2 separate regions of the Mus musculus genome follow, and region 2 is linked to region 1. A link is a contact called in public Hi-C data. All regions are on one chromosome and are shown on one strand. The core of a region is the stretch at or near the end of the contact, and the rest is flanking DNA. Distances in the headings are between cores, read along the strand shown. Region 1 holds the start of Ppp2r2a (protein phosphatase 2, regulatory subunit B, alpha). Region 2 overlaps Cdca2 (cell division cycle associated 2).

Evidence for each region. Hi-C and Micro-C count contacts between places; a contact is called where the count stands out from the background.
Region 2: a contact with region 1 is called in a Hi-C map of embryonic stem cells, with 2.5 times the contacts expected there. The contact joins the enhancer-like site here to the promoter of Ppp2r2a in region 1. A contact is called at or near these places in 1 of 39 promoter capture datasets (hippocampal neurons), 3 of 484 Hi-C or Micro-C datasets (the C2C12 cell line, cerebral cortex and embryonic stem cells), 4 of 115 datasets of contacts at active chromatin or transcription factors (astrocytes, cardiomyocytes, embryonic hindbrain and 1 more) and 2 of 9 other capture datasets (adipose tissue and liver).

What each region holds. Positions count from the first base shown.
Region 1 is chr14:67,069,970-67,074,642 of GRCm38.p6, reverse strand. It overlaps Ppp2r2a (protein phosphatase 2, regulatory subunit B, alpha), which reads left to right and starts at 2,172. Exons shown (of 10, transcript NM_028032.3): 1 at 2,172-2,553; 2 at 4,334-4,408. The coding sequence starts at 2,547.
Region 2 is chr14:67,674,374-67,679,043 of GRCm38.p6, reverse strand. It overlaps Cdca2 (cell division cycle associated 2), which reads left to right. Exons shown (of 15, transcript NM_001110162.1): 15 at 1,022-2,690. The coding sequence ends at 2,184. Among named protein-coding and RNA genes, the nearest start is that of Cdca2, 39 kb to the left of the region's middle. Within about 2 kb of position 2,178, at least 11 of the 459 cell types and tissues checked have an H3K27ac peak or open chromatin away from gene starts, as enhancers often do. A contact at or near this core is called in embryonic stem cells, where this site is marked.

The sequences.
Region 1 (4,673 bases), core at 923-3,422:
CTTATTTATTCATCCATTAGTCCCATGAATTATGTGGCTAGTGATAGGGAGATGAATAACATACTTCCTAGCCTCAAAGAATTCTGTCTAATAACAGACACAGACTGAGATCATTTTAATGTGGTTTAAGAAAACAGAAAAGTGCATTATACTTTATGAGACTATTTGTATAAACTGACAACATGACTGCTTCATAGTTTGGTTAAGGGGAGGGTTTTGTTGTAGATATGAGAGAGTGGCCAGAGGCATCTGGAAGAGTCCAGAGCACAGACTGAACATGCCGGAGAGGGAAGAATAATAGCAGAGGATAAAATATAGAGGAAACAGCCAGAATAGCAGGGTCATAAGGAGGAGTAGCTTGGGAGAGAAACACCCGAGGGCTGGAGTTTACAGTAGAGGAGAGGTAAGAAGGGCAGGACACTAGCGTGGACTGAAATGTGCCACAGGATCTTGGGATACCAGCATGTGCTTTGATATACAGTTAGGCAACGTAGGTAGCTATATCTCCTTTTTGCCAGAAGTGAGGGAAATGACATTTTTGGTAGAGGGCCCCTGGCTTCACAAGTTCCTGAAGAATGCTGTTTTTTTTTTTTTTTTTTTTTTTTTTTAATCTAACTTCCAGAAATCCTCCTATAGTCCAGGCTGAGCTCATTTCTGGATATTTGAACTGCCTTTTGCAGTTTGGGAAGTTTCCTTTGGACCTGACACATTTTGTTGTTGTTCTCTTTCCTCCTCCTCTTCCTCCTGTCTTTCTTTCTTTCTTTCTTTCTTTCTTTCTTTTTTTAACTGTTTTAAGATGAGTACATTGTTGTTGTCTTCAGGCACACCAGAAGAGGGAATCAGATCCCATTACTGATGGTTGTGAGCCACCATGTGGCTGCTGGGAATTGAACTCAGGACCTTTGGGAAAGCAGTCAGTGCTCTTAACCACTAGGCCATCTACCCAGCCCTCCTTCTGTCTTTCAAGACAGAGTTTCTTTGTGTGGACTTGGCTGTCCTGGAACTAGCTCTGTAGACCAGGCTGACCTCCAGAAATCTGCTTGCCTCTGCCTCCTTCCCCTCCCTCTCTCTAGGAGGAGAGCTTGGCACTACTAAGAAAGGGCATTTGACCTAGTTAAAGGTGAATAGGAAAGGGGGGGGGGAATGTCAGAGAGTCTGACTGGAAGAGGCTACATTTAAATGGATTTATTTTAATTTTTTGCATGTGTTTGATGTATGTATGTTAGGCAGAGTCTTCTATAGATAGCCCAGGCTAGCCTCAAACTCAGCTGTCCTTGAACTCTAGAACCTCTTAAATGAATACAAGCGCTGTTGAGATTATAGGAATGTGTCACCACGGCCAGAAGAACATATCTTCCTCTTCCTCCTCCTCCTCTTTTTCCTCCTCCTCCTCCTCCTCCTTCTCCTCCTTCTTCTTCTTCTTCTTTTGGTTTTTCAAGACAGGGTTTCTCTGTGTAGCCCCGGCTACCCTGGAACTCACTCTGTAGACCAGGCTGGCCTTGAACTCAGAAATCCGCCTGCCTCTGCCTCTCAAGTGCTGGGATTAAAGGTGTATGCCACCACTGCCCAGCAGAACATACCTTCTTAATCATTGATTTTACCACTTTTATCTGAAAAGACCTTGGCTACTTTTTGCGGCATTCACAACATCCAATTTCTGTGGCGAGCTATTCTTAACTGCTCGCAGTAGCCAAGGGCTCTAGTCCATGGGAAGGTAACCTAATTCACCCAGATGGAACCAGTCCAGTTGTGTCCTTCTGGGCTCAGTGAACTCTCACCTTGGGCAGGCAGTGGCAAGTATGCATCACTCTCCCTTAATTTTGGTGCCTCCGGGGCTCACCCACAGGGTCACTGGAGCAACAAAAGGGGTATTCTCTCGAGAGGGCCAGCTCACCATGTGGTTGAGCATAAGTGAACATATGAGGCCATCCCAAAGTTCCGGCCTTGGCTCTACGGCTTGGGACAGTGAGAGGTGCAGACAGGCCAGGCCTTGGCCACTTGGGCACCGCGGCTTGGCACATCCAGCCCACAGCCACAGCAAACTAAGTGCAGCTCTAGCTCTGTACAGGGACCTTCTCAAGGATCCTAGCGGGCGGGGCGGGGCGAAAGCAAGACAAGAAGGAGGCGTGGCTAACACAGCACGACCCGCCCCAAAGACGCTCCGCCCCCTCAAGTGACGTCACCGGCCAGCCAGCGGGCGCCATTTTGAAAGTGGAGTCGCCTGTCCCTGCCGCCGCGGCCGCCGTCGCTGTCCTAGCCGCCGCTGCCGCCGCCACTACTACCGCCGCCGCCGCCGCTACTGCCGCCGCTGCCGTCTCCACCGCGAGAGAAGGAGCACGAGACGGGACGCCCCTGAGTGAACGCCACCATCCTGCCGACCGCTCCACCCGGGCCGCTTCCTTTCCGCCCCGGTCCCGGTCCCCTCCCCCCTCAGGTGCCATCCGCCTCCATCCGCGCCCTCGATCCCCCCATCCCCAGGTGTGGGGGCTGAGCCCCGGTCGCGGAGACCCCGACGAGCCCGGCAGGGTCACCATTTGCAGCGCGACATGGCAGGTAAAGAAGAAACGGCCCTTGGGCGGCTGACAGGGTGCCGTGCCGCTTCCTCTGCGCGCTCTCCGTCACCCCCTAGCGACCGTGGTGGCGGGGCCTCGGCCTGGGGCGCTGGCCGAGTGTGGGGCGGGCGGGCGGGCCTGGCACTGAGCTGGGACTGTGGGGCCTGGAGGCCGGGCCCGGGGCCTGGCACTACAGGAACACGGCACGGGTGCGTTGGGGGTGGGAGACGGCGTGGGTGGGGCGGGTGCAGGCGTGCAGATGGGTCCCCTCTGCACCCTGCTCCCTCCGCTCTTCCTTACATATTCATTCCTCTTCCCGGTCTACTGAGAACCTTTCTGTAGAAATGTATTCTGGACCGATAAGAAGGAAGACAGCTTTGCAAGTTAAAATACAATGGAGGCATACCCCCACCCCCCCAACTCACGGTCACCCCCCCCCCAACCCCCAGCACCACACAAACATTAATGGGGTAGGTCAGGTTTTGAGGGTGTAAGCCTGAATTTCGTTTTCGATTTTGCTCCCTTCCCGTGTCTTATTTTTTTGCCACTCACGAATGCTAAGCCTTTAATAGAAGTTGCAAGGATTGGGGTGGGGGCTGGGTGGGAGAGAAAGGTAATTTAAACTTTGCATTTTGCACGGTAGCGTTTGGGCAGATGTCCTTTTCCCAGAAGGGTTTCTTGGAGTTAAAATAGTTGTGGAGTTCGCCGATATAAATAGCCAAAGGGAGAGGGATTTTATAAAACCTTGCTGAGGGGGGACGGGGGGGGTGCGGGGGGAGAAAGCCTGATTGAGAATAATTTAGCAAGGAATGGGTAAAGGAAAAGCGAGGTTTAATGTCGTTTGAGAGTCGGTTATCTTTGTACAATTTAGTCTTGAAGCCCTTCCTCTCATAGAGTAATTCTGGATTGAGATTGAGTTTCTTTTCCAGAAATCCCGGGGTGCCCCCATCCCCCCATTTCCTCTTCAGTGCTGAGCAGTGAGTGTCGGAGATTAAACCAATTTTCCTTTCTTTTCAATATTTGCATAGATAATAGAACCTTTAAAGAAGTTATGCTGGACTGGTTTACAGTTTGCTATATAAACAGGCTGCCCTTTGACCTTGCTGAACAATGAAATGATAATTGGAACTGTATTGTAGGAGATGAGCAACGAATAAGGTTGCTTTTTTCTGGGTCCTTTGGATGCAGTAGGTGAATGTGGCAGGAGCAGCCTCCTTTGACCATCTCTTCCCAGGCGTGCATTTCCGCCCCTTTTCCTCTGTCTGCAACCAGTGATTTGCTCCTAACGAATGCAAAGAAATGGGTGTTGTGTTTGCTTAGTCCACATGAATCATCCTCTCAGGCAGTAATGTTCCCGAAGTTTTCTCTTCGTTCTATATTTCATGGTAGTTTAGCCTTATAACTCTTTTGTAGGCCTTTTGTACATTTAAAGGAAAACTAACTTTGGTGCTTTGGTTGGTTTTGTTTTTGTTTTTGTTTTTTCCTGGTAGGTTTTAACTTGAAAGGTTCTGACTGTCTTTAAGGAGAGGGAAAAGTGGAAGTGAGGTTTTAAATATCTGTATGATGATAATTACTGGTAGGCTGTATGTCTTTGGATATTTCGTACCTGCAGACTTGTTTTTAATACACTACCAACTATTGGAGGCCAATTTGGTTCCAAATCTGTGGGCTCAGTGGTAGTTACATAGGGAGTTATGATGCCAGCCTCGGGAACCATCTCTGTGTTTATAAGCGTAAACAGAACAGAGCTCAGTTTTAATTGCTATGTTTTCTTCTTCCAGGAGCTGGAGGAGGGAATGATATTCAGTGGTGTTTTTCTCAGGTGAAAGGAGCAGTAGATGATGACGTAGCAGAAGGTAAGACATTTTAACAGTGACGACTATCGACTTAAAAGTCCTGGGTGCTGAAGGAACTCAGTGTTTTGTGTTTGCTTTCTGAGAGGTGGGATGATAGCTTTAAAAAAAATCACCTTTCTGAAAAGTCTGTATATCTTCTTATGTCTTGCTTATCTTTTTTTTTTTCATTGAGTTAATGAAGTAGATGTCCAGCAGTCAGTGCTCTAAGGTTTGTGTGACTAAGGTGTCTTTGTTACATACATTCTACATATAAATGACTGGTCTT
Region 2 (4,670 bases), core at 929-3,428, 600 kb before region 1:
ACACTTTTTATATTCACTTGATGATGAGCTAATAACATCTTAGATAATAGAGACAGAATCTAACAGCATTGATTTCAAGTCATAAGAACTGAGTTCCTCTGGATCAATGGTTGCTGACCCGTGAATTGCAGCCGTCTTGGGAGTCGAATGACCCTTTCACAGGGGCCACTTCAGACCATCAGAAAACACAGATATTTACATTATGATTCTTAACAGTAGCACAATTCAGTTAAGAAGTAGCAACAAAAATAATTTTATGGTTGGGGGGTGGTCACCAAGCCATGAGGAACTACATTAAAGCATCGTAGCGTTAGGAAGGCTGAAAACCACTGCTGTAGAACATGTTCCTTGTTCATCTCAACCCTTCCTAGTGGTTTTCTCACCTAGGAAGTACATGCACAAAGCTACATGTGATGAATACATGCACCAAGCTACATGTGGTGTTCTTACCCAGAGAACGAAGCTTATTTAGTCAGAAAGGAGGAACAAAGGCTGCTCTTTGAGATTGTGGCCCATGGCTCTGTCTACAGTTATATGGGAATTATTGGAAGACATGACTGCTGTACGACTCAGCTGCTATGTCTTTAAATACTCAAGAATTCTGATTTTTATCACCTTATTACAAGAAGATATTCATAAAAGAATTGGAAAGTTGTGATATCCCTTTTTTTTTCAGGTAAATAGGAACCGTCTCTCACTATTGGACCTCGTGCTCTGGGAAGTACATTAGAGAAAAGGAAACTGCTTAAGACAGCAGTCTCGTTTTCCTAGTCTGAAGTTGTGTGCTGTATTAATTCATGCGTTGAACACTTGTTTTCTTAACCTGTGGGCTGGGCCAGTAAGAGGGACAAAGTGACAGATGAGGACAGGAACCGTGTGATGAGTGTAGGCTGTGTAAGTTCTGAAAGCTGAAAACGACCGTATTATAGCGAGCGCATGTATGTCTATGAAACACTGCTCATTTGACAGGCATTGCACTGTTCCTTTGTAATTGACTCTAAGTGTGCTTATATGCCCGTAGATGATTTCAACAAATGTGGTCAGCTGGAAGAAGTGAACTCGTTTGAAATTCCCACACAACGGAAGAGACGCTTACCACAGAAGGCAGATTCGCCTGAGCTGGACCCAGCTCATCATCAGTCTCAGGTCTCTGACAAGTGCTGCTACCTGTTGCCTCTCACTACTGCTTCTGAGCGAGGGCCAAATGCCAGTACCAGAGACACAGGCAGTGAAGGGAACACCAGAGCGGAGAGTAAGTGTCAAAGTGCAAAGGAGCCAAAACCCGGGACCAAGATGGAAAGCGGTCTTGTGCCTCGGGCTTCTGTGACCCAAGATCACATCGTGTCCAAGAATCCAAAACCTCTGGGCAGCCCTCAGAGCCAGGACCTTTTCAAGGCTGGTCAAAATTTGGAAAATCCTTGTGAGATCCTTATTGTTTCAGAAAGTATGAATCTAAAGTGTGAGAAAGAGAGTGAATGCTTAGCTCCACAGGGGAGTCTGCAGGGCAGCCCTGTCTCTACTGACTCAAAAAGAGACCTTAACTGTTCAGAAGATGTCCTCATTCAAAATATAAAAGAACCCGCAAGCCACAGTGAGAATGTGGGAAGGAAATGTGCAGGGAATGGCAGCCCTGGCAGTGGGAGAGAGAGGAAATGGAGAAGACGCACAGTGTGTTGTGGGGGTCAGAGTTCATACCTGGAACAAAATGGGAACCCTGCGTCTTCCTGCAGTGGGGAAAACTTTGTGGAAATTAGTTTAGAAAGCGTGCAGCTGATTGAAGAGCTGTCTAACACCATAGAGCAAAGCTTTCAGAGAACAAGCAGTAAAACCAAGGTGAGACGCAGCACAAGGCTCCAGAGAGACTTGGAAAATACAGGGCTTGTGTGGCTGTCTCCAAGTCCTTCCACTTTGCAGAAGCCCAGAAGGAGAATGACGATCTGCACCTTAGACAGCAGGGGATTTGAATGTCCATCCTCCAAAGAAGAGACCATATCCTCAGGACAAAACCCAGGGCCGCTGCCCGCTGTCTCGGGCAGTGAGAGCCAGGGTGTTGGTTCTTCTGCGCTACCTAGGAAGAGGAGAAGCCTTTGTGGGTCTACCCTCACAGATGCTAACAGTGCCACCCAGCCACCAGACTGCAAGAGAAAACCCTCGCTCAAGGGAGAAAGCGCTCAGCTGCCCTGAGGGGGCTGGGCCCAGGAGAACAAAGGCAGGAACAGACAATCCCACCTGGCATTGGCTCTTAGGGAAGAGGACCCAGCTTCCTGTAGGCCGCTTCAGTGCATTGCACATTTCTAATAAAAATCATTTGAGTTATGATGACTTTAAGTAGAAATACATTAATTTCTTTCTTCTCCCTCTAAATATATTTGTTTGTCTTTTTGTTTTGCCTTTGTTTTGTTAAAGCATTCCTTTCTAGATCCAGCAATGTGTTTCTGCAGTTTTATTCCTTTTACCATTTACCACTAAAGGCTTTGGCTGTTCTGGAAAAGGACCTTTAGAATGACTTATTCTTTTCTTTGGGTTAAATTGACCAGCTTTGATGACTTCATTGTCTGTCTCAAATCAGAGTTTTCCTTTGCTAATTAAGTGACAATGAGGCCCTGTATTTGAAATTTTAATTCATTGACTGGAACTCTATAGAGAAACTATTGTAAATGAATATGTAATTAAACATAACTGTGCAGTCATCCTTCCAGATTGTTCAAATCGGTCACAGGTAATCTGAGTTTCATTCATTGTTTCCTGTTACGTTTACATTTGAGAAGTAGAAACTTAGAAGTGCTCCAGGAAATGTGTTTACCCACATGAAGCTTGGTGTAGTTGCCGATTTCTTCTAAGCGTCTCCCTGCACTTGAACTTTGTATCCTAATATCTAGTCTATTGCTTGCCTGCTCCCTCAGCGCTAAGCCTTCTACAACCTCCTAGTCTCGGTGGCAGCAATTTAAATATCTAAACCACCAGTAGACCTAGAATCTGCAAATCTTATCATTAAACAATGGCCCCAGAAATCCTTTAAATCATTAGCTGTCCTTCAGCCTGATAGCAGAAACATGTTAACAAATAGAGCTCCCTATAAATAACACACCAGGGAAGAAAGCTCCTGCTGGGCGGCCCATTTCCCCCTCAGAGGTGGAGCTATTTGTTACCGCCTTGGCACCGCCAGGTCTGGAGCCCCTGCCGGGAAGGACTGATGTATTTTACATTAACAGGCAAAGTGAGCCCCAACTTCTTCTGCTCAGGGGCGACTTGTCCAAAACTTTCTTTTATCTCTACAAAATCATTTATGTGCTTTTCTCTCCTGTGTGTGTAGTCACTAAGTCAGGACCACTAAACACACCAAAAAGAGAACGAGTTAACTTGTTTAGAAATGTTTTAGGTTGAGTGAGTTTTAAAAAGGGTGGAGAGTCCCAAACCCAGACTTAGCAGCATGTGTAAAAGGCCTTAGGCTCTCAGGACAGTTTTAGTGTTCACTGATTGCTATTTGCCTCTTTCTCTGTTACGGCTTTGTTAACTCAGCTGCATCTGATGGGCAACAGTTTACAAACTCGATTCTCAAAGTTCTGGCTGATTGTGGTTCAGTTTGTCTAATGTCAACTTGGTACCTACAGTAAAACTGTAAGTCCACTCGACAAATTATGTTCATTCTAAAATGTTTCATTATTAATGAATGGCTTGGCTGATATTTATAGACGTCCCTTAAACCAGTGGTTCTCAACCTTCCTAGTGCTGCAACCCTTTAATACAGTTCCTCATGTTGTGGTCACCCGCCCCCATAACCATACAATTCTTAATGTCTTGTTACTTCATAGCTAATTTTGCTACTGTTGTGAATCATAAATTTTGTTTTCCAATGGTCTTAGGTGACCCCTGTGAAAGGGTTGTTCATCCCCAAAGGGGTTGTGACCCACAGGTTGAGAACCACTGCCTTAGTTTCTTAAAGAATATTAAGGGGCCTAATCTACCATATCTCGCCCGTATCAGATGCTTAGTGTAAAGTTAACTTCTGTGTCTGATCACAGTTGCTACATCCATCCCCTCCCTCATGTCTTTTCATTAATGGTAAACCGAAAATGCTATTTCTTTGCTTTAAATCTTTTTTTTTCTAGAAGTAGCTAACCCTGGATGCTTACCTTAGACTGTCTCTGGTCTTCCTTGATTCTGTCCTTGCAGATATTCTCATTTCTTCCAGAAGATGGCAGTGTGGTTCCTGCAATTTTCCTTCCCTGGGCAAACATGAAGGCCAGGGCTGCTTGTACCTACTGTGGCTTGAACTTCTCTTATATTTTCCCTCAGTTTTTATCAGAAATTGATGAGTATGTGTGGGGAAATCAGAGGACAAATAATTTAAATGAAGTATAAACAACTTTCTGTGTACAGAAACTCAGCTGTCATGCCTCTTCCAGACATCTTGTGCCCATCAAGTGTGGTTTGCCAGTGTTGTCTATACATGCATGCATACACACACACACATGTATTACGTATGTATGGATACATTAGATAGATAGATAGATAGATAGATAGATAGATGTTAATTTGCAGCCTCTACTCCACAGAGTCTCATGACTGTCAGTGTTACTGAGGACAGCCCTGTTGCCCTCAGTCTCTCAGCCTTATGTGGAATTATTGCCTTTGGACAAATGAGGATGTGAGTTGTTTCCTTCTTTTTG